Linked DNA regions of Mus musculus: all the other regions are linked to region 1. The links are chromatin contacts, called in public HiChIP or PLAC-seq and promoter capture Hi-C maps. All regions are on one chromosome and are shown on one strand. The core of a region is the stretch at or near the end of the contact, and the rest is flanking DNA. Distances in the headings are between cores, read along the strand shown. Region 1 holds the start of Gnl1 (guanine nucleotide binding protein-like 1). Region 2 holds the start of 2410137M14Rik (RIKEN cDNA 2410137M14 gene). Region 3 holds the start of Nelfe (negative elongation factor complex member E, Rdbp). Region 4 holds the start of Zfp57 (zinc finger protein 57).

The links. Promoter capture Hi-C pulls out the DNA fragments that hold promoters and counts their contacts. HiChIP or PLAC-seq counts read pairs in DNA pulled down with a chosen protein or histone mark.
Region 2: a contact with region 1 is called in an H3K27ac HiChIP or PLAC-seq map of embryonic stem cells, with 3 times the contacts expected there. The contact joins the promoter of 2410137M14Rik here to the promoter of Gnl1 in region 1. A contact is called at or near these places in 2 of 39 promoter capture datasets (cranial neural crest and hippocampal neurons) and 4 of 115 datasets of contacts at active chromatin or transcription factors (all in embryonic stem cells).
Region 3: a contact with region 1 is called in a promoter capture Hi-C map of pre-B cells, with 2.8 times the contacts expected there. The contact joins the promoter of Nelfe here to the promoter of Gnl1 in region 1.
Region 4: a contact with region 1 is called in a promoter capture Hi-C map of second pharyngeal arch cranial neural crest. The contact joins the promoter of Zfp57 here to the promoter of Gnl1 in region 1. A contact is called at or near these places in 5 of 39 promoter capture datasets (the 3T3-L1 cell line, cranial neural crest, hippocampal neurons and 2 more) and 2 of 115 datasets of contacts at active chromatin or transcription factors (embryonic stem cells and extraembryonic endoderm stem cells).

The regions. Positions count from the first base shown.
Region 1 is chr17:35,976,915-35,984,569 of GRCm38.p6, forward strand. Gnl1 (guanine nucleotide binding protein-like 1) reads left to right here and starts at 3,041. Exons shown (of 12, transcript NM_008136.2): 1 at 3,041-3,333; 2 at 3,703-3,868; 3 at 4,148-4,284; 4 at 4,393-4,544; 5 at 4,644-4,715; 6 at 5,611-5,818; 7 at 6,033-6,128; 8 at 6,481-6,675. The coding sequence starts at 3,261. Prr3 (proline-rich polypeptide 3) reads right to left here and starts at 2,381. Exons shown (of 4, transcript NM_145487.4): 1 at 2,213-2,381; 2 at 1,467-1,529. The coding sequence starts at 2,324.
Region 2 is chr17:36,976,773-36,983,629 of GRCm38.p6, forward strand. It overlaps 2410137M14Rik (RIKEN cDNA 2410137M14 gene), which reads right to left and starts at 4,465. Exons shown (of 4, transcript NM_029747.3): 1 at 4,368-4,465; 2 at 1,879-2,161; 3 at 1,697-1,774; 4 at 929-1,334. The coding sequence starts at 4,370. The coding sequence ends at 1,210. It also overlaps the pseudogene H2-M4-ps.
Region 3 is chr17:34,844,874-34,852,340 of GRCm38.p6, forward strand. It overlaps Nelfe (negative elongation factor complex member E, Rdbp), which reads left to right and starts at 5,518. Exons shown (of 11, transcript NM_001045863.1): 1 at 5,518-5,715; 2 at 6,038-6,120. The coding sequence starts at 6,046. Skiv2l (superkiller viralicidic activity 2-like (S. cerevisiae)) reads right to left here and starts at 5,331. Exons shown (of 28, transcript NM_021337.2): 1 at 5,261-5,331; 2 at 5,023-5,126; 3 at 3,452-3,561; 4 at 3,235-3,352; 5 at 3,031-3,145; 6 at 2,874-2,948; 7 at 2,535-2,588; 8 at 2,270-2,451; 9 at 1,994-2,122; 10 at 1,649-1,794; 11 at 1,154-1,300; 12 at 955-1,039; 13 at 776-882; 14 at 295-441; 1 more. The coding sequence starts at 5,282. Mir6970 (microRNA 6970) reads right to left here and starts at 294; the gene lies at 228-294.
Region 4 is chr17:36,998,565-37,005,535 of GRCm38.p6, forward strand. It overlaps Zfp57 (zinc finger protein 57), which reads left to right and starts at 3,961. Exons shown (of 5, transcript NM_001013745.2): 1 at 3,961-4,213; 2 at 4,722-4,751; 3 at 6,233-6,339. The coding sequence starts at 6,322.

The DNA of each region.
Region 1 (7,655 bases), core at 1,791-4,290:
CCCCAAAGACTATGCTTTCAATTCTTGTAAATATAAACCCAGAAGCGGAACTGTACTTATTTAATTTGTTAAATAGGGTCTCTATGTAGCCCATGCTAGCTTCATAGCGCAAAAGTTCTCCTGCCTCACCCTTCAAAATTGTAGACATGTGCTACCAGGCTTGGCTTATTTTTAGTTTTGTAACAAAGCTCCATACTATACATAGTAGTTATGTGGTTCCATGTCTATCTAGTTAGCAGTGTTATCTGATTAGTATAAGTCTGTGTTATTGATTTAGTTCATTCATAAATACTTCCTTTATGATTAACATATGTGTGTGTGCTTTTTGTCTGTGTGTGCCAGGGGCTGAAAGGTCTCACTGAACCTGGAACACTCTGATTCAACTACACTTGCTAGCCAGCAAGTCCTAGAGTCTGTCTACCTCTGCCTTATCACTGTTGGGCCCAGGTTTTTGCTTTTTACATGGTTGCTAAGATCTGAAATCAGGACTTCATGCTTTTGAAGTAAATACTTCATCAACTGGACCACCTCCCACAGTACCACTCCTCCTGTTCTTCCTCATTTTACTTTTAGATTTTGTTTTGTTTGTTTTTTTTTCAAGACAGGGTTTCTCTGTATAGCCCGGACTAGGCTGGCCTTGAACTCAGAAATTCGCCTGCCTCTGCCTCCCAAGTGCTGGGATCAAAGACGTGCACCACCACAGCCTGGCTACTTTTAAATTTTATAGACAGTGTCTTATATAGGCCAGGGTAACACTGAACTCTGAGCTTTCCTGCTGCCAGTATGCCTGGTCTGTGTGCTGTTTACAAACGCTTACCTACTCTAAGACCATGAGACATGGTTAACTTTTTATAAGAATGTTTATTTTACAATCTGCTTAGAATTGGTGTTTTTATTTGGTACGACTATTACAAAGTCAAAGTTCATAGTTTTACACACAAAAAAAGTCCAATTGAGACAACTTTGTTTACTGACAGAACCACTTCGTTGATTTCATCTTTACACAGAATTCTGTGTTCATATATCTACAGGCCTCCGATTGCACTCAGATAGGGTCTCATGTAGCCTAGGCTAGCCGGTCTCAAATTTGCTATTGCAGGAGAGGCTGGCCAGGAACTCCTGATCCTTCCACATGTTAAGAACTTATGTTGACATTCTGTGAAAACCACAATGTCATAGCTACTGCAGCTTTTCACTAAATCTTGCTATGCCCTCTCACTTTGGTCTTGGTAGTGTCCCATTTAGAGCCTCTATAATGGAGAACATTTATTTCTACACACAAATAAAGACAGACCTAGGAGTTAATCTGGAAGGAAAGTAACATTTTGACAACACCGTATTTCCAAACGGTTAATATATGATCCCTCATTTAGGTACACACAATCCCTGGGCTTTTGTTTAAGTCTTTAGGGGTCCATCCCTTCTCCAGGGCTTAAAACATGAATCAGGGCCCAATTTCTCCTCACCTGACTTGGGATCACCAGGCTTCCCGTTAGCCATGGGGGGAGGGCCCAGAAGGCTGGGTGGTCCTAAGAGCAGACGTGAGAAAACAGCCATCAGAACGGTGCAAAGGACTGATCACCTCGTCCTTACGTGGTCTTATAACACTCAGTTTTTAACCAGGTAAGTCATATATCCACTCAGCAGTGCCGCAAACTCTCACCCCGTCCATCTGCCCGTCCCTCTGCAGAGTTGTTTGAGAGTCCATCAGAGGGTAACAGAGGTCTCTAACAGCTCTTTCCTCACAGTGCTGCATCCACAACATGCCAGTGATTCCACGTACCCCAATCCCTCACCTTAACTGTTGGCCCATCATAGTTTTTTTCTCCTCTCCTTCCCTCGGGGGAGTAGTTCACAGAAGGTTGACCTAACCAGTGGAAGTGTGGTCACAAATTGTCTTCCCGATCATCACAATCTGTAACATCGCTGCCACCCCTCTCCCCCCGCCATTCTGCGGTTGCGCAAGCCAGATGTTTAGCCGAGCCGCCACCTCCCCTGCCTTCTCCAGAAAGGATTAGGAGCCAGATTGAGGTTGAGGGTTCAAGCAAGCGAAGCCCTCAATCCAGGTTCCACCAGCATCCCTCCCCCACCACGTCCCACCCCACCTCCACGCGTGCGCCCTTCCTCCTTCCGTTGGCACCTCCTCCCCCGCATTTCATTCTATCCTAGCCCCCTGGCCGGCTGACAGGCGTGTGCACGCCCTGCCCCTCACCCATGGGGCGCTCATCCTCCTCATCTCCAGGCTCGTCCCGCTCAGACAGTGCGAGATGTTGCTGCTGCTGCGGCAGCGGCGGCGGCTGGTCCTGCTTCTTTCGTTTCGGCATAGCGGCTGCGGCAATGGCTGCAGCAAGATTTGGAGGGCAGTGAGGAAGGGGCACACTAGCTTTCCTTCCGCTTCCGGGTGGGCGATGGGCCGGGTGACCGAGGCGCCCACCATGCCACTTCCGGGAGGTCGTGGATGTGCCGCGGCCGTTCGCTCCTACAAGGTGCCTCGCTCACCCCGCCGCGCGCGTGGGGAAGCTTTGCTCCCCCTTGTGCAGTTCCTCTCCACGTGGGAAAGCACCACCCCATTCCAGTGAGACACCGGACAGGCTTCGGGACTCTGGCGGCACGCGAGAGGCCTGTCGCATCCTAAGGTCGCCACATCCGGGCCCCAGTTACCATGGCAACAACTACAGCCACAACTCCGTGCTCTCTGACCTCTCTCCAAAAGTCCTTGTCCCGCTCGCTTTTCCTCCTCACCCGCGCTCGCACGTGTGGCCAGTGAACCTGCCTCTTCCGCAATCTCCTTACCGAGTCCTGTTGCCGCAGGCCAGTCCACGGGGCAGCCAGTCCACCGGGCAGCCAGCGCAGTCCCGGCTCTCCCGCCAGGGGCCATCCTCTCCAGGCGGCCGCGCGGTGGGGCGTGTCCTCGCCCCGTCGCCCGGCCCCCGCCAGGTGAGTGGCAGCTCCCGGGAGCGCCGGGCGGCGGTGACACGCGTCCCCCCTCCCGCGACTGCCACTTGGTAGCGCCCGTGACGGAGTCGGCTCGGGCCTCCCACGCGCGTCTCCCGCTCGCCGCACCGTGCATCCCGGACCCGCGGACTCTCACGTGCCGCCGCTTGCATCCCCGCCGCCCCGCTCCCCGCTCCCCGCCGCTCGCTGCTGACGTCACCGCGGCCCCGCCTCCCCAGGGCCCCGGGCCGCCGGCGGGGGCTGCCCCGGGGAGTCAGTTGCGGCGGCGGGGAGCTCGGCGGAGGGCGGGCCGGGGCTCCGGGGCCATGCCGAGGAAGAAGCCCTTCAGCGTGAAGCAGAAGAAGAAGCAGCTGCAGGACAAGCGGGAGCGGAAGCGAGGTCAGGGAGGGGGCGGGGCCGCTGCGCAGCTCTGGAGGAGGGCTGTGCCGCGGCACCGCGGGCGGGGGGTGGGTGGGTGGGCTCTCGCGATCCCGCGTGGGCTGCCACGGTGGGGGTTTCCCGCAGCGGCGGGACGGGGAGGGGTGGAGGGTGGGGGATGGGAAACTCTGCTTCTGCTTCTGCTGCTGCTGCCACAGGGCGCTGTGACGACCTCCAGGCCCATCCGGGACGGGGTTGGGGCGCGCGGTTGGGAAGATGGAGCCTCTGGAGAAGTTGGGTCGGCTGAAGAAGAGCTTGTCCTACCGGCTCGGGGGGCTTTAGGTCCCCTAAGAACCGGTCTACACCGGCGTCACCGGCCCCTCCCCTCAGGGCTCCAAGATGGGCTGCGCTCCAGTTCCAACAGCCGCAGCGGTAGCCGGGAGCGGCGGGAGGAGCAGACGGACACGTCGGATGGGGAATCCGTGACCCATCATATCCGCAGGCTCAACCAGCAACCTTCCCAGGGCCTGGGGCCCAGAGGCTACGACCCCAACCGGTAAGCCAAGGAGAAGGGCGCTGGCCGCAGTTTCCCCGCCCTCACCCTTAGGAAAAGCTTCCGATGAAGGATTGAAAGTGGAACTAGTGAGGCTGGAAGCCAAGGAAGGTGGTTCTCCCTGGATGGGCCACAATCTTTCTTGCCTTCCAATGGGGACTGTCAAGAGTTTGTTTAGAGGAGACTTGAACAACCAGGAGAGGAACCTTTGCAGTTTTGTGGTCAGAAGAGGAGATTGTTTGTCACAGGACTCCACTAGATGTGTGGTCCCTTTCCCCTTAGATACCGGCTGCATTTTGAACGGGACAGCCGGGAGGAGGTGGAGAGGAGAAAGAGAGCGGCCAGAGAGCAAGTGTTGCAGCCGGTCAGTGCTGAAGTGTTAGAGTTGGATATCCGGGAAGTGTATCAGCCTGGCTCAGGTGAGTGGGGGCTACTTGTGTATGCCATCAGCCTGGGGAACTTGCTGGCCAGAGAAGGGGTCCAGAAAAAGTCCTCATGCTTATCCGGTCTCTTTCCTTGTTTCCCAGTCCTGGACTTTCCCCGGCGGCCTCCTTGGAGTTATGAGATGTCCAAGGAACAGCTAATGAGCCAGGAGGAGCGGAGCTTCCAGGAATACCTTGGGAAGATACACGGGGCATACACTTCAGAGAAACTCAGCTACTTTGAGCACAATCTGGAGGTGATGGTGGCGTGTTTACTGAGTCGACATACTGTGATCTTAGTGTCCTGGTTCAGGCAGCAGCCAAACTGAAGACAGTCTCTCTTCTGATCTTTTCAGACATGGAGGCAGCTGTGGCGGGTGTTAGAGATGTCTGACATCGTCCTGCTCATTACTGACATCCGACATCCGGTGAGGACTTTGAAAGGTTTGCAAGGGGGAAAGGGGATGATTCTAGTATGAGAGTGTTCTGAGGCAGGAATTGGAAGGCAGAGAGATCTTTGTTTGTTTGTTTGGTTGGCTTTCAAGACAGGGTTTCTCTGTATAGCCCTGGCTGTCCATACTGGTCTACAAAAGTGAGTTCCAGGATCTACAAGGAGATCCACCTGCCTCTGCCTCCCGAGTGCTGGGATTAAAGGCGTGCGCCACCACGCCCGGCCAGAGAGCTCTTTTTACACCTTTTGGTGGGTGTGTGTGAAAGGCTCTGATTTGCAGGTGCTTGCCATCCCACTTGTAGACGGTATGCTTGGAATTGGGAAGCCACAGAGGTCAACCTTGGTGTTCCTCAGGCAATGGCACCATTTGCATTTCCTTTTGTTTTGCTCTGCTCTGCCACCGAGGATGAAGCCCTGGGCCTTGCATCTTGCTCGTACTAGGCCTGAGCTTTTTACCACTGAGTCGCACCCCAGCCTCAGGAGCTGAACTTTTTATTCATCTCTGATCCTTGTCACATGCACATATGATGTACACAGCCATACACACCTAACACAGACATGTACACGCGTGCATAGAGCTGTGTACTTCTTACCTGGTCCCTGTCCCTGTTCCTGACTGTCATCACCTCAGTGCACTCAGATATTGTCAGACTTGCCTCCATTTCTCTCATCATGACCTGCAGGAAGCTCCCTGAGGCCTGCCCAGGTTGTTATTAATACCTGCTTTGCCTTCCCTGCTTGGTGCGGCTGGGTTAACTGTTTTCACCACAGAATCTACTTCTGCCAGAGCTGTGCCTGGTGACAGGGAGCTGGGGTCAGCAAACTCTTGACTCGCTTCTTGTCACTCTGTCCTCTTATCAATTGTGTCACAGGTTGTGAACTTCCCACCAGCACTTTACGAGTATGTAACTGGAGAGCTTGGGCTGGCCCTGGTGCTGGTCTTGAACAAGGTGGACCTGGCCCCGCCGGCTCTCGTGGTTGCCTGGAAGCATTATTTTCACCAGTGCTACCCCCAGCTCCACATTGTCTTGTTCACCTCTTTCCCTCGGGACACGCGCACTCCACAGGAGCCTGGTGGTGGTGAGTGAGCTGCAGAGAAGGTGTTGGCGGGTGTGTGTGTGTGTGTGTGAGAGTGTGTGTGTGTGGTGGTGGTGGTGGGGGGGGGGTCCGGGGCGGGGCAGGGGGGGGGAGGATGAGCAGGGGTTGGGGAACAGAGAGGTTGGTTGGCAAGGGCACCTGATGTGGGCCTGAGGGCAGCAGGAGAAAGAGGCACATCTTCACTCTCTCATCTCAGTCTTGAAGAAGAATCGGAGACGGGGGAAAGGATGGACTCGGGCACTGGGACCAGAGCAGTTGCTGAGAGCCTGTGAAGCTATCACTGTGGGGAAAGGTATGTAGTCCTTGGAGGGAAGGCTCTGGATGCCCCTCTAATATACACACTTAGGAAAGTTGTAGAATAAGGTCCCCCACCCCCACCCCTCGCCAGATGGTGGGAAGGAGAGAGTCAGGAGTGGGCAGGGGCCTCTGTGGTTTGATGTCCTGAGAAGTCGTAGATGTGCTGATGGAGAGACTCCATCTGTGACTCCAGAGTGGGGTCCTGAGAAAGCTGGGGAAACTCTGGTCTGCCACAGTACACATTGGCACTCCATGATTCTTGGCATGATGGTGACATCAGCTGTGTGTTCATGAACCATCGTGGCCCGGGGATGAGGGAAACGTCCTCTGTTTTCTTCTTCAAACAGTGGACTTGAGCAGCTGGCGCGAGAAGATTGCTAGGGACGTGGCTGGAGCCTCCTGGGGTAACGTCTCCGGTGAGGAAGAGGAGGAGGAAGACGGGCCAGCAGTACTGGTAGAGCAGCTGACCGACTCAGCCATGGAGCCCACAGGCCCCTCCAGGGAGCGCTACAAGGATGGGGTGGTGACTATTGGCTGTATAGGTAAGGACTCAGCAGCCTGCCGTAGTGGCCTTCTTAGGCTCTGTGTTTTCAGTATTTGTAGAGGAGGGAGGTAGGCCTGTCTGGATTTACGTCCTTCAAAGAACAGCCTTTGTCGTTGGCCCTGGGGAACAGAGAAGGGTGCCTACTGCGGTGCAGAAGTTCTGTCTCTTGTTGGCTCTGTCAACGCAATCGAGTCCTTAAGCTGTTGAGTCACTTGAGAATGAGGTTGCTGATGCACAGTTTAAAGATGGAGGTGAGCTGTGGCCTGCTGAGCCTCACAGGGCCTGGCAAGTCACGAGAGTGGTGACAGTGGCGACTGTTAAAGTCTTCGCACTGCCTGGTGCTCTGAGTGACCCGTAGTTACTCATTTTTCAGTTGTGGATACTGGTTTCTAGGACAGGGGTCCTTAAGTCTCAGCTGGAGGCCAGCTCGTGTCAGCTCCTCCTGGGAGGAAGCCCTTTTCCGAGTGGTCAGGGAGTATCTCCCTGGGTAAGAACTGTGTCACAAGCTCAGCCTGGTGGTACTCACCTTCCGTCCCAGCGCTTGGAGGCAGAGGCAGGCGAATATTTAAGTTCAAGGCCAGAATGGTCTACACTGGACAATGAAACCCTGTCTCTTGAAAGGAAAAGAGCTTTGTTCAAGCAGCAGTTCTCACCCTGTGGGTCACCGCCCCTTTAGGGGTCATGTTTCATTTTACATTAGGGGCTTACATTACAATTCATAACAGCAGTAAAATCACATTTGCAAATTAGTGACGAAAATAACTGTATGTTGGGGCTTACTGCAGTGTGAGTGTGAGGAAGGTTGAGGGCCATTGCAGTACAGGAGAGGGTACAAGAAGTGAAAAGAGACCTTGTCATTATTATCTTAGATGTTTGTGGACTTTTATTTTGTTTTAGATTTTTTTTTCTCCACGTGGTTTTGGTTTTTTTTTAAGGTTTTTTGAGACAGGGTTTCTCTGTGTAGTCCTAGCTGTTCTG
Region 2 (6,857 bases), core at 3,215-5,714, 1.0 Mb after region 1:
ACATCTACAAGAACATAGCTGAGGATCACAGTGGTAACATTAGTCATTCGTGAAGCTGGCTGTATCCCCTACACCTGCAAGACCAGCACTCAGGCCAATGCAGAAAGACTTATGGGAGTAGACATTGTATCCCTCATTTCTCTCCCTAATATATAAAACAAACAAAACAAAACAAAACAAAAATCTGAAAGAAGCAACTTAAGTCAAGAAGGGTTTGTTTTGGTTTTTGATTTTTATATCCCATCCTGGAAGGAAAGCACGGTGGAGTTCATGGCAGCTGGAGCATGTGACTGGACTCACATCTCCATGCATCAGGAGCAGAGTGTGGGGATGCTGCCCCTCATCTGGCTTCCCTCTCTTCCTCCCTTGTGTTCAGCCTGGGCCCCCCCGAGTGATAGGTTGGTGTCATCACATTCAAGCAGGCTCTCCTTTCCTCAGTTAATCTCTGGAAACATCAGAGACATCTCCAGAATTGCAAACTGACAAACTGACAATGAAGATTAGCCATCACAGCTACATAGTGAGTGCCAGCCCATCCTGAAGTACAGTGTGAGAACCTACCAAAATCGGTGAGAAGGTAGTACATGGCCTCCCTGCTTCACAGTCTAAGACAGCAAGGGTCTTGGGAAGAGGTATGAGAATCCTGGAACAAGGTTTGAGGCCACTGATGCCAGTTGTCAGAGCAGTACTCACAACAAGGAACAGTCCCAAGTGGGAATAAAGTATTTTGCCCTGAGGATGTAAGGACATACGGACCTGGACCTGTCATCAGCCCTGAGTTATTTTCTCTCCCACTGAGTATCATCACCTCAAGTACAAGACGAAGTTAGCAATTTACAGGATAAAAGTCTCTTGCTATCTGAAAATTCCCTAGACTGATTTCCAACGTATAGACATTATTACCTTTTAAACACACAAAATTTTATATGGGACATTAGAGCCTCACAGATTTTTTTTTTAATCTTAGAAAAATCCAAAACTCCAAACTTGAGCCTTCATATCCAGGGACAGAATACAAAAGCCAAACACCACCAGATCCGATGCAAGATACAGGACTCCCGCCACAGTGGAGCCAAGGACTCAGGCTGTGCCCAGCTGCTGGGTTGTTTAACAGAATGAGGGAGGGACTAGGTCTCTGTTTCCTTTCGAGACTTTCAGTGCTGGGACTTGAGGTTAAGGGGTGGAGATAAAATGATAAAAATAATAAAGTTAACATCCTTCTCCATCTCTGGGAGGATAAAGGCAGAGAACAGAATGCAGAACGATTTGGTTCCAGAGGAAACTCTTAGTCCTAGACCTCAGGCAATATTCCAGGGGTATGGTTGCAGACAGACCTGGAACAGGGTCAAAAAACATGAAGAAAGGATTTGTATAGGAAAAAGATGGAGTGCCCTCCCAGAGGCCCGTTCCCTCTTCCTGGAGACCCTGCCTCAGATTTGTGTCCACATTAGTAGAGTCCTCTGTGTGAAGCACCACCCCCTCCTCTATTTCCAGGTGTTCCTTACACAGTTGGTTTAAAAAAAAAAAAAAAAAAAAAGGCCGCTAAGTGGCTAAGACACACTAATGGATACACTTTATAGTAACAAAACAGAAAATTGGCACATTTGTATCCAGGGCTTGAAATATCTCAGGAAAACCCAAATCTCAAACACCATCCTTATCTGCACTTTCCCTCCTCACCACTATGGCAGCGCACCTCCAGTGACCAAAACTGGAAGGAGAACCAGACCAGCAGTGATCCCCGTGATGGGTGTGGTGGGAGAAAAAGATGGCTCTGGAAGAGAGAAGGGAGAGGAGGATAGAACTAAGGGATATGCTCAAGGTCTGCAGAAGGGTTCCTGCTTTCCCAAGGACAGACTCTGTACCTACACACACTACCTTTACTCCATTTCAGGATGAGAGGTTCAGACAGCCCCTCAGGTTGCACATGGCATGTGTATTTATGCTCTTCTCCTGAAGGCAGCACCACAGCTGCCCACTTCTGGAAGGCTTCGTCCTCTGCAGGCCTGGTCTCCACAAGGTCCATGTCCTGAGTCAGGTCCTTCTCATCCCTCTGCCAGGTCAGGATGATGACAGCAGGGTGGAAATCCAGGGCCCAGCATCTCAGGGTGACATCACCTTCAAGCGTTGAATGATGGGCCACATTTGTTTTGGGGGGAGTCTGAGGAGAAGAGTCAGAGGGTAACAACCTTCTGTTCTCTCCTGTGGACTATATGAGCATTAGTCATGTGATCATCCCCATAGTTGGGTTGAAAATTGAAACAGCAGCTCTTACACAGCATGGACTTAGGATGAAGAAATATCTATTCCTTGGATCTGTTCCCGATCTGTGAACATTGGCAGAAACGGGGACTGAGATCAAAACAGGACTGGCACTCACTCTTTTCAGAGCTGGTACCCCTTCATCCACGAAAAGATGGAGTCCACTATTGTGCTTTCAATGTAAAAATGTTCCCTGTGGCTCAGGTGGATCCTGTGGGATCTGGAAATCAGGGAGGCTTCCTCTGCTCCAGACCAATATGTGTGTGTACCCCTATACATGTGCAGCACTTATCTAGAGGTCATAAGACAACTTGTTCTCTCCTTCTCCATGTGTGCTCAGGGTTCCAAACTCAGGTTGTTAGGCTTTATGGCAAGCACCAAACATTGAGACATCTTGCTGGCCCAATGATTCCTTTGTATTGCCTCAGACTGTGCAACCTTTCTTTCAGAGAGGAATGAGCAGTGACAACACTCAATTTCTCTACTTCTACATCACCCAGACCCCATCTGCTTCTATGTCCCACAGCCTTGAGAGCCCTGGGAAGATGGCTAAGCCCCAGTTGCAAGTCTCAACTGCCCACAGCAAAGGACACACAACTGCTGTCACTGTCTGCTTAGGATCCTGCCCCACAAGTATTATTTCAGAAATTGCTGTTGCTGTTGTGATAGATAGCATGCCATGTCGAGGTATCGATACACCTTCAGATGGAGCAGTCTCAGATGTGAGTCCAATCATCCACACCAAGTGCATTGCAACCCTCCGCTGCCATTCCACACCACATGGAGAAAGCAGAGACACATCAGTAATTTCTCCCATGGATGGTTTGGCTTCAATTTCATGTCTTATATCCCAGTAACCGTGAACCTGATCCTCCCAAGCCCATTTTGGTCCTGCTGGGTCCCCACTTGGGTGTAGAGTATTTTATTACTTTCTCCGGAGAGATATGATAGATATCTATTCACCCCAGACAGGACTCCAACAACAGACCAAATGAATGATCCCATCAAAGCCCATCCTTACCATCCAACACAGTTTGGCAATCCCATAAATGCATTGAAGGTTACTTACAGACACGAGTGAGGCGTTACTTAATACTCATAAACACCTACAACACTGAAAAGCCCACTCCAGCATGAATGACAACTCACAAAAGCTAGATCACTGGAGTGTGCCACCAATGAATTCAATCAATTAATACACACACACACACACACACACCATTACCATACTGGCTATCCAGAAGTTCACTATATAGACAAAGCTGGCCTCCAACTCACTCATCTGCCTGCCTCTGCCTCTTCAATGATGGGATTAAAGGCATCAGCCACTACACCCATACCATCAATTAACCTTCTAGTTCCCATATACACTAATATTTCTGAAGTCCAGATGTGGCTAGTAGGATTCCTTGTGATTGGGGAACATAGGAGGGTGTGAATGGCTAGAATCCCCAGTAAGGGTAATCACAGCTTTTCTGATTTTGAAACAGTAACAGCCTTGTGTGGAGCCTGGGGGACAGTATTTCACAATAGGTGGCTTAGGAATTGGTCCTGGCATAAAGTCTGCTCAAGGGCCAATAGAAGCTACCCCTGAAACCTGCATGCTGCAGCATCTCCTCCCCTTTATCCAGGTATTTGAGAAGCCACTTCAACGCACCTTCCCTCCAAGAAAGATGTGCATGATATAACAAAACCAGATGCCTCTTGCTTGCACCTAGTGATCTGAGACTCCTCGGTATCCACTGCAACCCAGGAGCGCAGGTCCTCTCGGTCAGAGAGATGTAATCCTGGCCTTCATAAGTGATGTGCTTATACCCACGGAGGAGGTGATGGTCTGGCCCTATGTCACAGCCGATTAGTCACTGGACAGTGTGAGACTCTGTTGAGGCCAAAGTGGTCAGCACCATGTCCCAGGTTAGCCCCATTCATTGCACACAGCCTGCTCGTGATTGGTCAAAGCCTACTTCAAACTGAAATGAAACCACAGTAAATTTCTGCAGGCTTCTCCAGGATTGCAGGAACTTGCAGATTTCACCAGCCCAAGGTACATATTTCATAAGAATATGCGGAGACTATAGACTAGCCTTCCATATAGGATCACTCACCATTCTCTCTCTGGCTATGATAGCCGAACAGGGTCCACAGTTCGATTTGACCGAGTATTAAGATCCTCCTGGCGAGGCGCATCAGCTCCTCCAAATGCTCAGGTTCCTGAGCTATAAATGGCACCCACGGCTCCACCCACTGACTCTCCAAGTCTTTGCTGAAGCTCGTGATCTGTATGTTGTCCATGTAGCCTCGGTGAACCGAGGTTTGCCTTAGCCAGGATCGTACAAGGTGGTGGTGAAATACCGCAGGGAGTGTGAGCCTAGGGGTGGTGCGGGGGTCAACCCAGGTGGACCTGGAGACAAGCGGACTTGCTGGGAGGAGAACTAGCACACAGGGCTCCAGACACGGATTGGAGAAGAGAGCCTGGCAGAGGGTGTGTAGTTGGGAGACAGCCGCTGAGACTTAGCGTTCCCTGAGCTATTGCTGCCCAGCCTCCTCCCTCCTCCCCACAGAAGTGGCTTCACTTTCCACCCTGCACTCACCCGCGCTGGCCTGAGTTGGGACCAGGGCGGTCGCCAGCAATGGAAAGAGGGTGTGCAGCACCACGGACCCCATCCTCCGTGTTTGGAGAACTTGAAGAGCAAGATCCCTGTCTATGAAGTTTTATAGCGTTGTGGGTGTGTGGGGGCAGATCATGACTCTTAGTGGTTCTACAAAATTCCCACACACAACAGAAGTGAACATGTGGGTGTCCAAACATTACTGGGGAAAAGAGGTTTCCCATTTGTGGATTCTTAGAGTGTTTTTGATTAAAAAGAAAAGAAAGAAAAGCCAATAACAAGCCAGAGTCAGAAGGACGCTCCAGGTTCACCTCATTAGTTCGGGATGGCGGGGAGGGGGAGGGGTGAGGGAAGGCAACAACACTAGCAAACCATAATCTTAGCAGGGGCTAAGGGTCATCAATGGGGGAGGGTAAGCAGCTGTAGAAAGGAGAAAAGAAAGGATTAACCCCTTGAGTTATAAATCAGGAAAGCAAACAGACTCAGCAGTTAATCTACAAGGAAGTGGATTTGGGGGGAGGGCTGGGGGGATACTTCAGGAACGTAGTAAGTACATTATTTCATTTGGGGTATTATTATTCCTTCCATTTCCTTTGCATGTTTTCAAATGACCAGCTTTCCAGAGGGGTTGTCTGCTGGCTAGGTGATTAACAAGTCTAGTTAGATTAGCTCCCAAAGAAGGTGGAAGGGGGCATTGGTATGCAATATTCTAATCTCTGGGACAGATCGGAATGCATAGTCTCCACCCTTGTCAGAAGTGGAGATTAGTTTCCATTCTTTTGACCAAAGTCAAGTTACCCAAAAGCCCTGATACCCCTACCCTTCTCAACTGGTAAATGGATGTGTGTGAGCGGGCCCATTCTTAACAACCCCTAAGCCAGGTGACGCTTGTCTAGCTGCCTAACACTGGCAGAAGCTCCTGAGAACTGACGGTGTGTAAACTAGAGAAATGAACCCTGGGGCCACAAGGAAACTTCAATCCTTAGACTGCTTGAAAGCAAGATCCTAGACCAGATAATTTACCCACAGCCCCTCCTCCTGCACCTAGAGTCCTTTACCACAGTAAACCCTTTATGCAGCACCCTGGTAGAGAGCTGTATGTGTCAGGAAGTCCCAACCTTTTTGTTTCAGGATCTCTGTATGCTCTCACAGATTAGGGAGGACTTCAAACAGATGTTAAGCAGGGTGCATCCATCAATCTTACTTGGGCTAAAAAGTAAAACATGTGTTGAGTTCAGTTCCCAGAATCTTGCAGCTCACAGCTGTTAAGTTTCCAACTGGGACAAATGGCAGAGGTGCCTGTTTAACATACCAAAGTGGAGTGGCCTCCAGATTCTTCTGTCCTTGAGTACCTACCCTCAACAGGGTATGGCTGAAGTACCCTTCCCTCCCCCAACTCCCTTAGACTCTTCCCTGTCCATAATCTCGGCATTTTAGTTACTTGCTCCCTTTTGTACCTCTGACCTCCTGGCTGCTACACCTGGTTTCCCTCTTCTCTCCCTTCTCCTCCCCATCTCCCCACATGGCCCATCTCAGTCACCAAGGCCACTCTGGACTCTCCCAAATGTCTCTGCCTCTAGCTGTCCTCTCCCTCTTATCTGCAATATTTTTTTTTCCTCGCCATACCTAGGTCCAGCCATTTCCTCTCCTTTCCTTTTTATTTCCATCCAACAGCCACCTATAACCCAAGCTCTAGGGGATTCATGAAAGGTCTTTGAATAAACTTGACCTCATTTCTCCTGTAAACTCTTCCTGCTCAATGAGTCTCCTGAGAGACCTTGAAGAACAGAAACTGTCATGTAATTTTGTCTCTGTCAAAATGCTTACAGAGGCTCTGTTATATCCACTGAGCAGCCTTCCCTCCCTCCATAAGCAAACCATCTTTATTATATTTTTATGTGCTTTACCTGCATGGATGTGTGTGTACCACATGAACGAAGTGCCCACAGAGACCATCAGACCCCCGGGGACTGGTATTACAGAGGG
Region 3 (7,467 bases), core at 4,268-6,767, 1.1 Mb before region 1:
TCATGTTCAAGTCAGGTTTAACAGGAGCAGGACACAGACCTCAAGTCCACTCCCTCCCCGCAGGGACCGGGGCTGAAAGAAGGGGATGGGATGCAGGCTTTGGCAGAGATTGAGTGGTCCCAGCCCTCACCTGTGCAGGCCCACCCTGGTGCGTGGGCTGCTTGGCCCCGAAAGTCTGGGCGTGCTTGCTCATCCTCTCTTTCTTGGCCTCCACTGCAGCATAGTACCTGAGCACAGGGTGGGTGGCGTGAGACCTCGCACAGGCCCAGTCTCTGCTCCCAGCCCTGAACTTACCCCTGGGTGTGGAAGGCCCCTCGGGAGTCCAGCAGCAGGAAGAGCTCGCCCTGCGTCTTGGGGCTGTTCCCTGTGAAGAGATAGTGCTCCAGGGGGACCGGCCGGGCAACCGTGCTGATCACATAGATCTGCCTCCGCTTCAGCCGCCTGCAGGGAGGAGAGGGCAGTTTCTTCTAAGGCCCAGAATTGGGGGCCATGAGCCTCAGCTTCATCTCCACTTCTGATCCAACCGGTTCAAGAACCAGCCTCTGCCCTGTCCTTCCTCACTTAGGACCATGAGTGTGCCTGTCCTTGCCCAGAAGTTCGGCTGCCACCATCCCATCTCAGCATGTCCTAAGGGGACTCGACACCCATCCAGGTGGGGCTGTTTCCTGGCTCCCAACCCTGACCCCTCTCCTTACTGTAATGGCCTGAGCTGCTCAACCCCAACTGAGGAAGACCACAGTCTTCAACTCTCAAGCACCCAGGACACAGGTCTCACCCGATCCAGTCAGCAAACTCCAGGGCATTGGGGACGGTGGCACTCAGAAGGATGATGGAGACGTGCTCAGGAAGCATGATGAGCACCTCCTCCCACACGACCCCACGCTGTACACACGGGGAGGCAGGTCAGTCAGGGGGCGAAGCCCACGGAGGATCCCGTGTTCACCCAGCGCTCACCTCAGCATCATTGATATAGTGGACTTCATCAAAGATGACCCACTCCAGGTCTCGGATGACGTCGGAGCCACTGTACAGCATGGAGCTGGGGAGAGGAAGCTCAGACTGACCCCAGCAGCTAGCTCTGTCACCACCCAGCTTCTGCAGGGAGACTCACTCTCCACCCAAAACCCCACTGGGAGACAGAGCCCTCTCTCACCGAAGGATCTCCGTGGTCATGATGAGGCAGGAGGCCTCTGGGTGCAGCTGCACATCCCCTGTGAGCAGCCCTACATCCCCAAATGTGTTCCGGAAGTCCCGAAACTTCTGGTTGCTCAGGGCTTTGATAGGAGAAGTGTAGATGGTACTAGAGATGGGGTGTAAAGTCAGGCAGTCTTTCCTCACAGACTCACGGATGGGGCATCCTGCTTTCCACTTGGAGCCCTCCCAAGGCTCATGTCCTGTACACTAATGACTCTTGCATACTCCTTCATGACACCATCCTTTCCTAAGTTAGCCCAGGTCTTCTCTCTGCCCCTCTTCTCTGGCAGACCTTTTCATGTCTCTTTGATGCCCCATCTCAGCCTCTCTCCTGAACCACTTATCTACAGGGTAAGGCATAAGGCAGAGGGGTGGGAGGTAAGGTGAGGCCCAGGAAGGATGCAGGAGGAAGGCAGGCAGGCTGAGGAGGGCAGGCTAATGGAGGCATGTGTACCGAGTCATGTGTTTCTGGGCCAGGGCGATGGCATATTCAGCCACCACTGTCTTCCCAGCAGATGTGTGAGCTGCAACAAAGACAGAGTCGTGCTGCTCCAAGTGCAGGATGGCCTGCTTCTGAAACACATCTGGCTCAAATGCCCACTGTGTGAAAGAAACAGACAGGGCTGCAGGGAGAGCCTCTCTGCCTCCTCATAGGCATGCAGGGCAAAGAGGGAAAAGCCAGTGTAGGGCTGGGACTGAGGGGCAAGACAGGCCTGGAAGATATGTGGCCTCTGGCTGGGCTGTCCTGAGGGGCATGGCCAGGTCTACCCAGAGGTGGAATGAAGCCTGGCCACAGTACCTGGAAAGCTGGCTGAGGGATGAGACGGTAAAAGTCGCCCACAGGGGAGGTGACGTCCACAGGCACAGCCCACTGTTCCTGAGGTGGAGGTTTGGGAGGCTCCGGGGTAGATACGACTGTGGCAGCTTCCTGGAGAAGTTGGGTAGGAGGGACAGAGGTAGAGCCAGGGAGATCTTGCCTGCAGCTCATGCCCCAGAGTATCTCACTGTCACCCTCAAACCCAAGCTGGGCATCAGAGCTCCTTCTTACTTGCCTCCACCACTGGTAACTACCAACCTTCAACACTAGATCCTCCAAGCTGCTTGCTCGGACCAGGGGAGTACCAGAGGGGGAGGGGGAGGCATTGTCCCCTCTAGGGCCTCCTGCTGCCTCGCCTTCATCCTCGTCACCTCCACTCAGATCAAGAGGCTCCAGCAGACGGCTGAGGCTGAGCAAACCTGGCACAGGAGCTGGATGATCTGAGGACCAACAGCCAGCCACCCTGTCACAATTCACATGTCTGCCGGAGCAGGGCGCCCCTACAAACCCTTCTCCAACTCACCTTTGGGGGCAAAATCCACCCCTTTCTTGAAGCCAGGTGGGACAGTGAGAAGATCTGAAGGATGAGAACAGAGAGGCAGCATCAGCCATTGCACTGGCATCGGCCACTGCCCAGCTGTTCTGTAAACTATACATCATAGGACACAGACATTCACAGTACTCTGTGCATGTTCATGGCAGCTGTGGCCAATTTCTTAAGAGCTACTAGAGAGGACACCTTTTCGCTTGTGGGCAAGGAGGCTTGTTTCCCTGACTTGTAAAAGTACAGGAAGCCTAGCAGCAACCTGCTGGGCTCTCCCCAGACACAGTAAGCCAGGCAGCGACCTGAGGGCCACTTCACCTTTCTCAAAGTCTATCTCCTCCTCAGCTTCCTCCCGAGTATGCAGATCAGTTATGCTGGGCTCATCCATCCCACCTGGGGAAATATGAAAATTCGGTATGAGCAGGGGCCCATCCCCTAGACATTCTCCCTTATACCACCATCAAAGATGACTTACCTGGCCAGAAAGGGTACTGTGTTGGATTGCCCCATAGCGACTGGGAGGCTGGCCCTGGAGGCCGGCGAAGGGACAAGGAGGTTGTAGCTGACAGATTTGTGTTCTCCAGCAGGACCTGAGACAAGAGGTTGGATAACCAGTGAGACCAAGCCTGCTTCTGACCCTTCCTCCCAATTCCATTTCTTGGGGCCTCTGACCTCTCACCTCCTTATAGCCCAGTATATGGCCTGTGGTTGGGTGTCTCTGGGCCTGAAGGTCAGATGGGACTGGAGTCTCCACGGCAGCCAGGAGTGACCAGGGATCCGTCTTCCTCTGCCATTTTCTGGAGAGAAGGAAAGGAATTTTGGAGTCGGCTTTCTCCCTATCCCAGCTTCCTTCCATTGGTCCATCTCTCCAATCTGGGAGGCTGCAGACTTCTCACCGAGCTGAGTGCTCTACACCGTGTAGAGGAAGCCAGGCTGGAGACGACAGAAACAGCTGCTCTGCTTCCTGGCACAGATCTGGGGCGCATGGAGGGAGGCCATGGGGGAGCTGGGACAAGGGCGAGATAGGAAGTATTAAGTTGGGGGCTGGAGAGGTGGCTCAGCAGTTGAGAGCACTGACTGCTCTTCCAGAGGTCCTGAGTTCAATTCCCAGCAACCACATGGTGGCTCACAACCATCTGTAATGAGATCCGATGCCCTCTTCTGGTGTGTCTGAAGACAGCTACAGTTTACTCGTATATAAAATAAATAAATAAATTGAAGAAAAAAAAAAAGAAGAAACCTTAAGTTGGTTAATAAAGGATAGCGTGTAGACAAAAGAGGCGATGGAACTTGTGTTCAGATCCAATGGTAGATGTCCCAGGATACCAACTAAGGTAAATCACTGATTTCAGACACACAGAGGCCAGACACAGCAATCTGCATTCTTATTTTGAGAGAGGCTCTCATGAAACCCATGTTTGCATCCAACTTGATGTGTGTGTGTGTGTGTGTACACATATCCCTCCCCCTCTCAAGTGAGGGGGTGACAAGCATGAGCTACCAACACCTGACTATCATGCAGAGCCAGGGATCAAAACCAGGGCTTTGTGTATGCTGAGCAAGCGCTATACCAAGTGAGCTATGTGCTCAACTGAGAATTCGCATTTTAGAATTCTTATTATTTGTAGTAGTATGTGTTAGTATGTATAGGTCTGTGTGTAATGGGTGGACATGGGTACACGCATGCACACATGGCAGTCAGAAGACCACATTGTGGAGCTGGCTCTCTCGCTGCCTTTACGTGTGTCTCATCAGACTTGCATGGGCAAGCGCTTTAATAGGCTAAGCCAGTGATTCTCAACCTTCTCAAATGCTGCCACCTTTTAATGCACCGGTTCTCCTGTTGTGCTGACCACAACCGAAAAATAATTGTGTTGCTACTTATTAACTGTAATTCTGTTACTGTTATGAATCTTAATGTAAATGTCTGGTGTGCAGGATATCTGATATGTGATGTGACCCCTGTCAAAGGGTCATTCCACCCTCAAATGGGTAGTGAATCAAAGGTGGAGAATCTCTGGGCTAATAAGTCATTCTGCCAGTCTTAAATTTTCTGCTTCTTTTCTTTCTGTTTTGGGGATGAGATCTCACTACATAGCCCTGGCTGGCCTAGAACTTGGTATGTAGATCAAACTGGCCTCCAATTCAAGAGATCTGCCTGCCTCCACCTCCCAAGTGCTGGGAATAAGGGTGTGAGCCACGCCAGGCTTCAGTTTAAAAGAGCCAAGTGCTCTGAGCTATGCAGAGAGAAGGAACCTCCTAGGAGGAAAGATACAGGTGAAGGGGCAGCTCTGAGAGCTCGCGTCTCCAGCACTCCCCGCTCCGACCTACTGGAGTTCCAGTAGAGTGGGATCTGTCCAGCATGAGCCGGAGGCCAAGATGACAGTGTCAAGCTACATCCTCCTGTGAGCAGGGTGGAATTTCTTTTAGGCTCATAGGTCAAAGGTGAGGGTCAAAAGTCACTCACAGTGCTCTCTGGAGGCCCTGGCACGTTCAGCAGCTCCCAACGGCCAGTGCACCCCACTTCCAGAGCTCGAAGGGGTAAGTTCAGGGGATCTAGGGGAGGCAGAACTACAAGGGAAAGGTCACAGGTTAAAAGCCACAAGTCATTCCTGTCTACTAACTAGTCCTTTCCGCGGACCCCCCTCCCTCCCCTCCCCTCCTCTCCTCTCCTCTCCCGTCCACTCTCCTCCCCTCCCCCTCACCGAGTCGCTCCGTCTCCATCATCCTGGAGCCGCGGCAGCTCCCGAGCAGCCCGGAAACTCAGAGTAACCACGGAGCCGGCCCCGCCCCGAGAAGGGCGGAAGTTGAAATTACTTCCGACACGCCCCCTCCTCCACCACTCCCCGCCGGGAGCGTGGGCGAGAGCGGCGCCGAAGCCTGACTCGGAGCCGGGCAAGGCCGGGCGGAAGTCACTGCGACTCGCCGCCTTGGTTACCGCGTGTCCCGCCCCTTTACGTCATCGCCGCGAGCCAGCGCGCAGTAGCCCGCGCGGCGGCGCCGGAGACCGCGGGCCCGGGCGCCGCCCCCTCAGGTGAGGGCTTCGTCTCACATCTTTCGCGCCTTCCCCGCGCGGCCCCTGGTTCTTCTTCCTCCTCCTCTGGTTGCCCAGATAGCGCTACGCGGGCCCGGCCGCCTTCTCTGCCCATCGGACCCCGAGGTTGGCTGACCTAACCCCATTGGGCATGGGGGTCGGGAGCCATCGCCTTGGCGTCGCAGGGAGTGCTTTCCCTTCTCCGGGCTGAGGTACCCCAAGGCTCTAGTGTCTGGACCTTGGACATAGGCGGGAATGCCGGTTGATTACCATAAACAGGAGGCTGGACAAGCAGCCTCGGAGGAACGAGGGGTTAGGGAAAGGCCAGAGGCTGGAGTAGGCGGGCCTGGAGGTTGGGGTGCATACAGGATGGACGCAAGTTGGACGACGTGTGAATTTTGAATGGTGACAGTAGAGAATGATGTCTTGGGTTCTGCCCTTGAACCAGGAGCCAACATGTTGGTGATACCTCCGGGGCTGAGTGAAGAGGAAGAGGCACTGCAGAAGAAGTTCAACAAACTCAAGAAGAAGGTAGGAGTTAGTTAAGCGTGGTGGCCCGGCTTCTCCAGACTCTGGGGACACCTGGGCTGACTGTAAGGCCATGGGAGTCCTCCTGCCTCCTACCGGAAGGGGACCTCTCAGTGGAGCTTTGGCAGCATCGTCCAGTCTTATTTGAACCCTCCCTCTTCTCTGGTCATCCCCAATGGAATTATCATCGTCCCTGTGGCTTCAGTACCACCCAGAGCCTTGTGAACCATCAAATGCCCAAGTAAATGTGCTCCTCCTGTCTGCTCTACCTCCCTCCCTTCGCTTTTAGATAACCAACTGCATTTAATAGGCCTTAAAATCTCTCATCTCTGACACACCACTCCACCTCAGACAGGGTCTCACACTTAGCCCAGGCTGGATTGAAAATATGTGGCTTTGGGTAGCCTGGAATGGCTCTGCCTCACCTCTGGCTTCTGTACTATTTACACAGCAAAACATTTGTCAAGTCTGTCGATGGTTTCTAAGTTCCTCTTCCACTTTGTCCCCTACCACTACCCCTGGCAAGGATCTCAGTATGTGGCCGGGTTGGGTGGGTTGTTTTGTTTTGTTTTGTTTTGTTTTTTCAACTCCTGGGCTCCTGGTATCTTCCTCCCTAAGCTTCTCTCAGGAAGTGGAACTCTAGGTGCACAACACCGTCCTCAGCACTCTCCTTACTAGTGAAACCTCTGAGTAATTTCTCATTGACAGGGTCTGGCTTTGCTGTTTTGAAGGCACACCTGATCCATTGAAAACACTTCCGAGGTTTCACATCATGTATAGAATTGAAATATCAGCTCACCATACCTGTCAAAAGAGAGAATTATTTTCTCTTAAAACCTGCCTTCCAAAACCTCCTCTGCATTTTTGCAACCCCAATTTCTTTGTCTAAAGTATCTTTTCTGTCTGTGTTGGGTAATTCTGTGAGGTCTCAGTTTACTAGCTGCTTATGCATCAGAAAGTGTTGCTTATACTCAGCCCTGAGTGATTAGTGCCCTTGATTATTCTTGGCTGTCAGTCTAGCCATTGTTTCCTGGGTTCTGAATTCCTTAAGGGTGGGAACTATGTGTTTTGATTCTGCATGGCCTCATTAAATGTGCAGAAGATGGGAGATGGGTGGATAAAATCCCCAAGGATTCAGGTCTTATTTGCAGCTTATATGGTAGGGCTTAGGTGTTTTTGGTTTTCAGTTTCCAAAATGTGAGACTGGAAGGCCTTGGACACCATAGTTTGGTTAGGTTAAGTACTGTGGGCTTCGTGAGGATGTGGAAGCAGGATGAGCCACTCCAGGACCAGGATGCCACACACACTGGCCCTGGAACCAGACCCTGGTTGACAGACCTCTCTCCTTTC
Region 4 (6,971 bases), core at 2,711-5,210, 1.0 Mb after region 1:
ATTCTGCTTATAGGTGTGTTGATTGGGGGTGGGGAGGTGAATAGAAAGGTGCTGGTCTACAAAGTGAGTTCTAGGACAGCCAGCCCCAGGGCTATACCGAGAAACCCTGTCTCAAAACACCCCACCCCCACCCCCAAAAAAGGTGCAGATTTGCAAGTCCCACCAGGATAGTGTCTGCACCAGGATAGGGACAGACTTCCTTCATGGTCCGGTTTCTCTACATCTCATGAGTACTTACTTTAGTAGTCAGCCTGGAGTTTGGATAGAGTTTGTGTTCAGATTTTTGTTTGTTTATGATACAGGGGATGAAACCCAGGGCTTTCTGTATGTTAGCCAAACATTCTACACTGAGTACATTGCCAACTATATTCAGAATTTGGATCTCAGTCCTTCCATGCTTGCCTCCTGATCTGAATACTGTCAATACTAGAGCCACTGGGGCTGCAGTAATTTGCTTAGGGGTTGGTAAATACCTACAGGTGTTCCTTAACGTTTCTATTGTTTTGATGAAACACCATGACCAAAAAGCAAGTTGGGGAGGAAAGGGTTCATTTTCCTCACACTTCATATCACTCACTGTTCATCATCAAAGGAAGACGGGACAGGAGTCAAATCGGGCAGAAACGTGGAGGCAGGAGCTGATGCAGAGGCCATGGAGGGTGCTGCTTACTGGCTTGCTGCTCCTGGATTGCTCAGCCTGCTTTCTTGTAGAACCCAGGATCACCAGCCTACAGGTGGTACTACCCATAATAAGCTGGGCTCTACTCCCATCAATCACTAATTGAGAAAATACCATACAGGCTTGCCTATAACCTGATCTTATGGAGGTATTTTCTTTTCTTTTTATTTATTACTACTATTATACTACTATTTTTATTTATTACTACTATAGCACACTGTAGCTGCATTCAAACACACCAGAGGGCATCGGATCCCATGACAGATGGTTGTGAGCCACCATGTGGTTGCTGGGATTTGAACTCAGGACCTCTGGAAGAGCAGTCAGTGCTCTTAACCACTGAGCCATCTCTCCAGCCCCCTGGAGGTATTTTCTTCATTGAGGTTTCCTACTCTCAGATGACTTTAACTTGTACCAAGCTGATATAAAACTATCCAGCACAGACACAAAGACCAGACAGAGACTTGCAGTTCTTGCTCACCATGGTGGTCAGAGGACAACTTGGGCAAGTCAGTTCTTGCCTTCCACCATGCAAGTTCTGGGATTCAAACTCAGATGGTCAGGCCTGGTGGAAAGTGCTTTTAACCACTGCTGGGTGGTTTTTGTTCACCGTCGTGTCGTTTGTTTGATTTAATACAGGAAAACAAGAAAAAAAAACCCACAAACACTGAAAACTATACCCAGGGCAATTACCAACATCCTGCTAAAAGACAATGTCTTCAGGAAATCATCATGGCCCCTGGACTGATTTTGTTCTACGAGCATGAATCTAGCCACAAGCAGCTCCTCTCCTTCCTTCTCCTCCTTTCCTCTCCCGTCCTTTTCTCTCCATTCTCTGGCCTGATCTCTTTCCTCCTGGACAAAATATCTATTTTGTTTACAGTTTTGGATGTTTTACTCACTCATGTCATGGAGGGTGTCGTATGGGAAAGCACAGGAAATAGTGGAGCAGTAACAGGAAGCAGCCAAGGCAAGATTTAGTCTCCAGATACATCTTCCAGTGGCCTACTTCCTCCAACTAAGTCCTAGCTTCCACAGCTTTACAACCTCCCATTGGATTAGTCTATTCAAACTTTAAATCCACAAATGAATTAAACTATTCATGAGGTTGGAAACTTTATGACATAATTGTTTCTAGGAGTACCTACACACACACACACACACACACACACACACACACAGAGAGAGAGAGAGAGAGAGAGAGAGAGAGAGAGAGATGCTTTACCAATCTCTCAAGTTCATCAAGTTGATTGTTCAGACAGGGTCTCATAGTCTAAGCTAGCCTGAGACTGATTACGTAGCCCAGGATGATCCTTACTTAAAGTTTGCTATTTTCTTGTCTTAGCCCTTTAAGTGCTGGGATTAGAATTGTGTATGACTATGTCTGGCTCCCTATTCAGATCTCTCTCTATATAATGTGAACCCAAACTCTGGCAGGGAATCAATGACACACATCTAATGGTTTCCTAGTTAAGATAGAGTCTCAAGTAGCCCAGGCTAGCCTTGAACTCACTCACTATGTGGCTGAGAACTTTGATCCCCCCTTCATCCATCTTTCAAGTGCTAGGATGACAGGCATGTACTACCACACATGAGAGATGTTCTCTTTAGTAGTTGATAATTTTTTCTACATTCTTTAAATCAAGTTTTCACCTAGCGTAGAGGTGCTGAAACTGAAGAGGCGAGGCGACAAACCCAGTGCTATGCGGACGAGTGTAGTTAACTAAAGATTTATAGACAGAAGCATTTCTTAGACATCAGCGAAGCACGGGAAGAAGGATGCTGAGCTAGATAAAGGTGGAGTGCAGTGGGCTAGAATGTGCCTGGGCTTTCTCAAGAGGTTCTTAGCACATCAAACATCAGCTGGAAACAGCCTAGTGGCCAGCATAAAATGTTGAACCAACCTTTGTAAGGGTTTCATTTGTCCTATAGTGTTTGACTGTGTGCTGGGGCTACCTGCTGGCCAACATGGTGTTTCCACCTCAAGAATTAAGGACCAGAAGCCAGTATACACTCAATCACTGAGTCGAGGGGGTCTTGAATTCAAGGTCAGCATGGCTCCATAGTGAGTTCCTAGGAAGAGCTGTCTCTAAGAAAGTAAGTAAATAATAAATAAATAAATTATTTATTTATTTAAAGTTGAAGAACCTAAATCAGCTAATTATGGTTGCTCAGTTTTGTAAATAAGGTAATTTGAAGTCAGGGTGAGAAACAGTTCATTATTGACGGAAAGCGTGGTTTTTGTTTGTTTGTTTGTTCTTTTACCTCACTACAGGCCTGTTACATATGGATTGCTTCAATCCTTCTTCTTCTTCTTTTTTTTTTTTTTTTGGTTTTTCGAGACAGGGTTTCTCTGTATAGCCCTGGCTGTCCTGGAACTCACTTTGTAGACCAGGCTGGCCTTGAACTCAGAAATCTGCCTGCCTCTGCCTCCCAAGTGCTGGGATTAAAGGCGAGCGCCACCACCACCCAGCAACCTAGTACCTTCTATACTTTCCTATCACCCTCCCCAACTATGTTTGTGCTTTGGCTGCCTGAGACCTGGGTTAAGTGTTATAATTCCAATGGAACTTATTAAAAACAAATCCAAACAAACAAAAGAAAGGATTACAGAGAGAGACTGAAGTGAATTTGGTATGTGAAACACTAATACGACTTGACCGTGATGTGATACCTGTGAAGTGTCTGTATCTTTTTTTTTTTAATCATTATTTTTATTGTCCTGAGTCTGTATGAGTGAATGCCACATATGGGATGGTACCAAACGAAGAGTGTGGGGTTCCCTGGTTACAGGTCTCTCTGTGCTAGGTGTCCTGGAATCCTCTCTAACTACTGAGCTATCCTGTAACTATAGTCTAAGTCTCCTGTGCTTTCTTGGATTTTACTTTAGCTAAGATGTTGCTCCACGGCCCACTTTACTTGTCTGCGAAGTGTTCCAGTTTTTCTTTAGTCTTACCTTATTTTATTTGTGTGTGTGTGTGTGTGTGTGTGTGTGTGTGTGTGTGTGTGTGTGTGTGTGTGTGTGTGTGTGTGTGTGTTTTACTGTGTAGCCCAGGCAGGCGTGGAACTCACTTTCAGCTGCCTAGTACAAGGAATTACGGAAATTGAGTCACCCGTCCCTCCCACCACCCCCTACCCCCATCCCCCACTCCCATTCCCCACCCCAGGAGTAAATACTTATCTTAGGAAATGGAATTTCCTAGCGCAGCTGAGACCAGTGAAGACCAACAGTAGGCGGGACGAGAAGGCGTGGCATTCAGGCATTGGGCTTCTTCAGATCTAAATTTCTGACCTTGGCAGACAGCCACTTGAGATGTGTTACCTGCGGACGGAGCAGAACGGAAGCAGAGGGACAAAGTAGCGGATTCCTGACTTCTGGCAAGGGCCCCTTCCTGGGTTTCACGCCGCTGCGTTCTGGTCGAGGCTGGAACGCGCGCCCAGCCCTTTGTGTGGCTGTGGTCCGAGGCTACGGCTCAGAAGCCGAGCGCTGGGAACGGCAGGACTGCCGAGCCTCAAGTAGGGCTGTCGAGCGCGGTGAGAGCGTGCGGGGACCCGGGTGGAGCCGCTCCCTCGGTGGAGCCACGAGGGCCCGACACCTGGGTGGGAGAAGCCGCCTGGCTCCGCGGTGGAAAGGCTCACGTGGCTGAAACCTCGGGGGATTAGAGTCTGGGACCGGGGCTGACCGGGCAAAGCCGGCGGGCATTTCTTGTCAGATTGTGCGTGAGAGCGGCGGGGCCACAGATTTTAGAGAGCCGGACAGACGGGGTGTATTGTGGCAAGTTTGCCTGATCTTCCTGTCTTAGCTTCCTTTGTGCTATTGGGGCTGACTCCTCAGATTTGTGAAACAATGAATGGGCTTTAGTTGGAGGAGTGCACTCAGGGTTGAGAGACGTCTGCACAGTCCCTCCAGAAATTTACCCAGTGGAAGGGTGAGGCCAGGCCTGGCCCATCTCCCATGCCAGGGGGGTGGGAGTCGGGAGGGACGGGACCTGACCTCCGGCCAATCAACAGCCAAGTCTTATTTAGTCTCTTGCCTTCTCAGGGCTCCTGCACCAGGAAAGAACAATCAGAGGTAAATGAGTGAGGAGGTGGATGGAGGTACCCAACACCTGTCAGTCTCCTTAATCAGCCTGTATCTATATTAAAGACCACTCCCTGCTTTGTGTGAATGTGCAGCAGCTCCTGCTGCTGTTGTTGATGATGTTTTATGCTTTCTGTAGCCCAGGCTGTCCTAGAACTCCCGGAGATCCTGTCTCAGCCTTCCTAGTGTTTAGGTAATCGTCTAGGTCACCACGCATCTTTATGCTATTGTTAAGACTTGTTGATAAAGGGGTCTTTGCTGAGAATGGTTAAAGACAGGTCCTGGAAGACACTAGCATAGAACTGTATGGACAGGTCCTGGAAGACACTGTTTGGAATGTTTTTTTTTTTTTTTTTTTTTCCAACGGAAGAATAATGAGAGGTGAGACAGACAGAAGGAAGGAAGAAAATCAACCTCAGAATGCAGCTTTCCTGGCAACTTTTTTGGGGATCAGAGCTAGCGATTCCTTGAATGCCTTGTTCCTTGCTGGCACTTTCACGTAGCAAAAGAATTGAGAGGAAAAGAAAGGGCCACGAGTCTCTGTGCCTTTATGCTTCCCTGCATCTAGAGAGGAGAAATAGAAATTAAAAAAATTTCAGAGTGAACAAAGAATTTAAATGATATTGGGTTGTTATCACTGTGCTGTACATGTGATACTGGACTCACGCTGCCAAGACTTAAAATGATCCAAAATGATGGGATGGCCTTACATAGTCAGACAGCTTATTTTGGGGTTTGATTTAACTCGTCCCTAGACTAGTACTATGTGGTGCATAGGGATAGATAGATACTCTGATAGTCCTTTATGCTGGGTAGTAGTCACAGGCTACACTTTCCAGACAGCTAGTAGATCAGGAAAGGAAACTACACACTGTCAGTGTACTTTGTTACTAAGCTATAAGGTTCTGTTCGGTAGGCATATTACTTGCATTTCTGACCTAGTGACATTTTCAGCTTAAGAGGTCATCAAAGGCTAGGTCCATTGGAAATATCGTATCTATATATTAAACATTGAAGTCATGGAGCTAGGGGTATGCATAAGGCTCAGTGGCACTTGGTTAGCAGGCATAAGCTTCTAGGTTTGAGCCCCAGGATACCACACACACATTCAAATCACAGAATCTATATTTTAATTTCTGGTCCTGGAAGAGATATAAGCTCTCATCTTTCCAGTGAAATCAAGTCAGAGGATGAAGAGACAAAACTCAGAGTGGTATGTGACGCATTCAGGTATGTACTTTTCAGTGGTACTGAATCTAGAATTAAACTTTACTTTCCCGTGGATCACACATCCTAGAATGGATGACTTAACGCTTATTCTTGAGGTTTGTGAAAATGGAGCCAATTTACCTCTCTTGGTACTGCGGAGAAGGCTCTACCACAGTGCAGGAAGCTAGTAACTGGGTGCTACGGAGGCACTTATTCCTTACTCTCTCCCTTTGCTGATATTATCTATTTTTCTTAAACCTTAGATTTCTAGAAGTGGGCACCAACAAATTGTGGCTAGAAGCAGTCTGGAATAGAAGTCAAACGCCTAGGACCAGCCTGGCATTACCAAACAATGGCAGCTAGGAAACAGGTAATCAGAGCCCTGAATTCTATGGCCTGGGCTTTGAGGGAACTAAAGCTGTCAATCATGAAAGGAGAATTTGGACAGTTGAACCATCAAGGAAGACAACCTTTTTTAGAGTAGATACTTTTGTTATAAGAAGCAGTATCAAATTCTGGGGCTCATGTAGGAACCCTCCAACTGCCCAGTGCCTGGGAAATATAGAGTCCCATTAGCCTTGGGATCCAGACCAGAAGGCTCTAAAAGTAGAAAGAGACACCACTAAAGACATGCTGCTCCATGGGGTAGGTAGTATGTTAGCTGCTCTATAGAAGCCCCAAAGAAAGATTATGGGTGGAAAGACTGGGGAGATGGCTCGGCATGTTGTAAAGTACTTGTTGCACAAAGTTGAAGACCCAATGTGGGATCTTCAGTCTCCACATTAAAACAAACGGAAGGAAGACAGACAGACAGACAAGGTCAGCAGAATAATCCCAGAGGCTTTCTAGCCAGATATTCTTGTTGAGTTGAAGAGCTTCAGGTTCAGTGAGAGATTTCTCAGAACACAGGTAGAGCAAAATAGAGGACTTAACATGGAGAGATTACTAGTGAAATCCAACAGCAGAAAGGAGATGGTCCGGTAAAGGAAGTGGCAGGCCCTA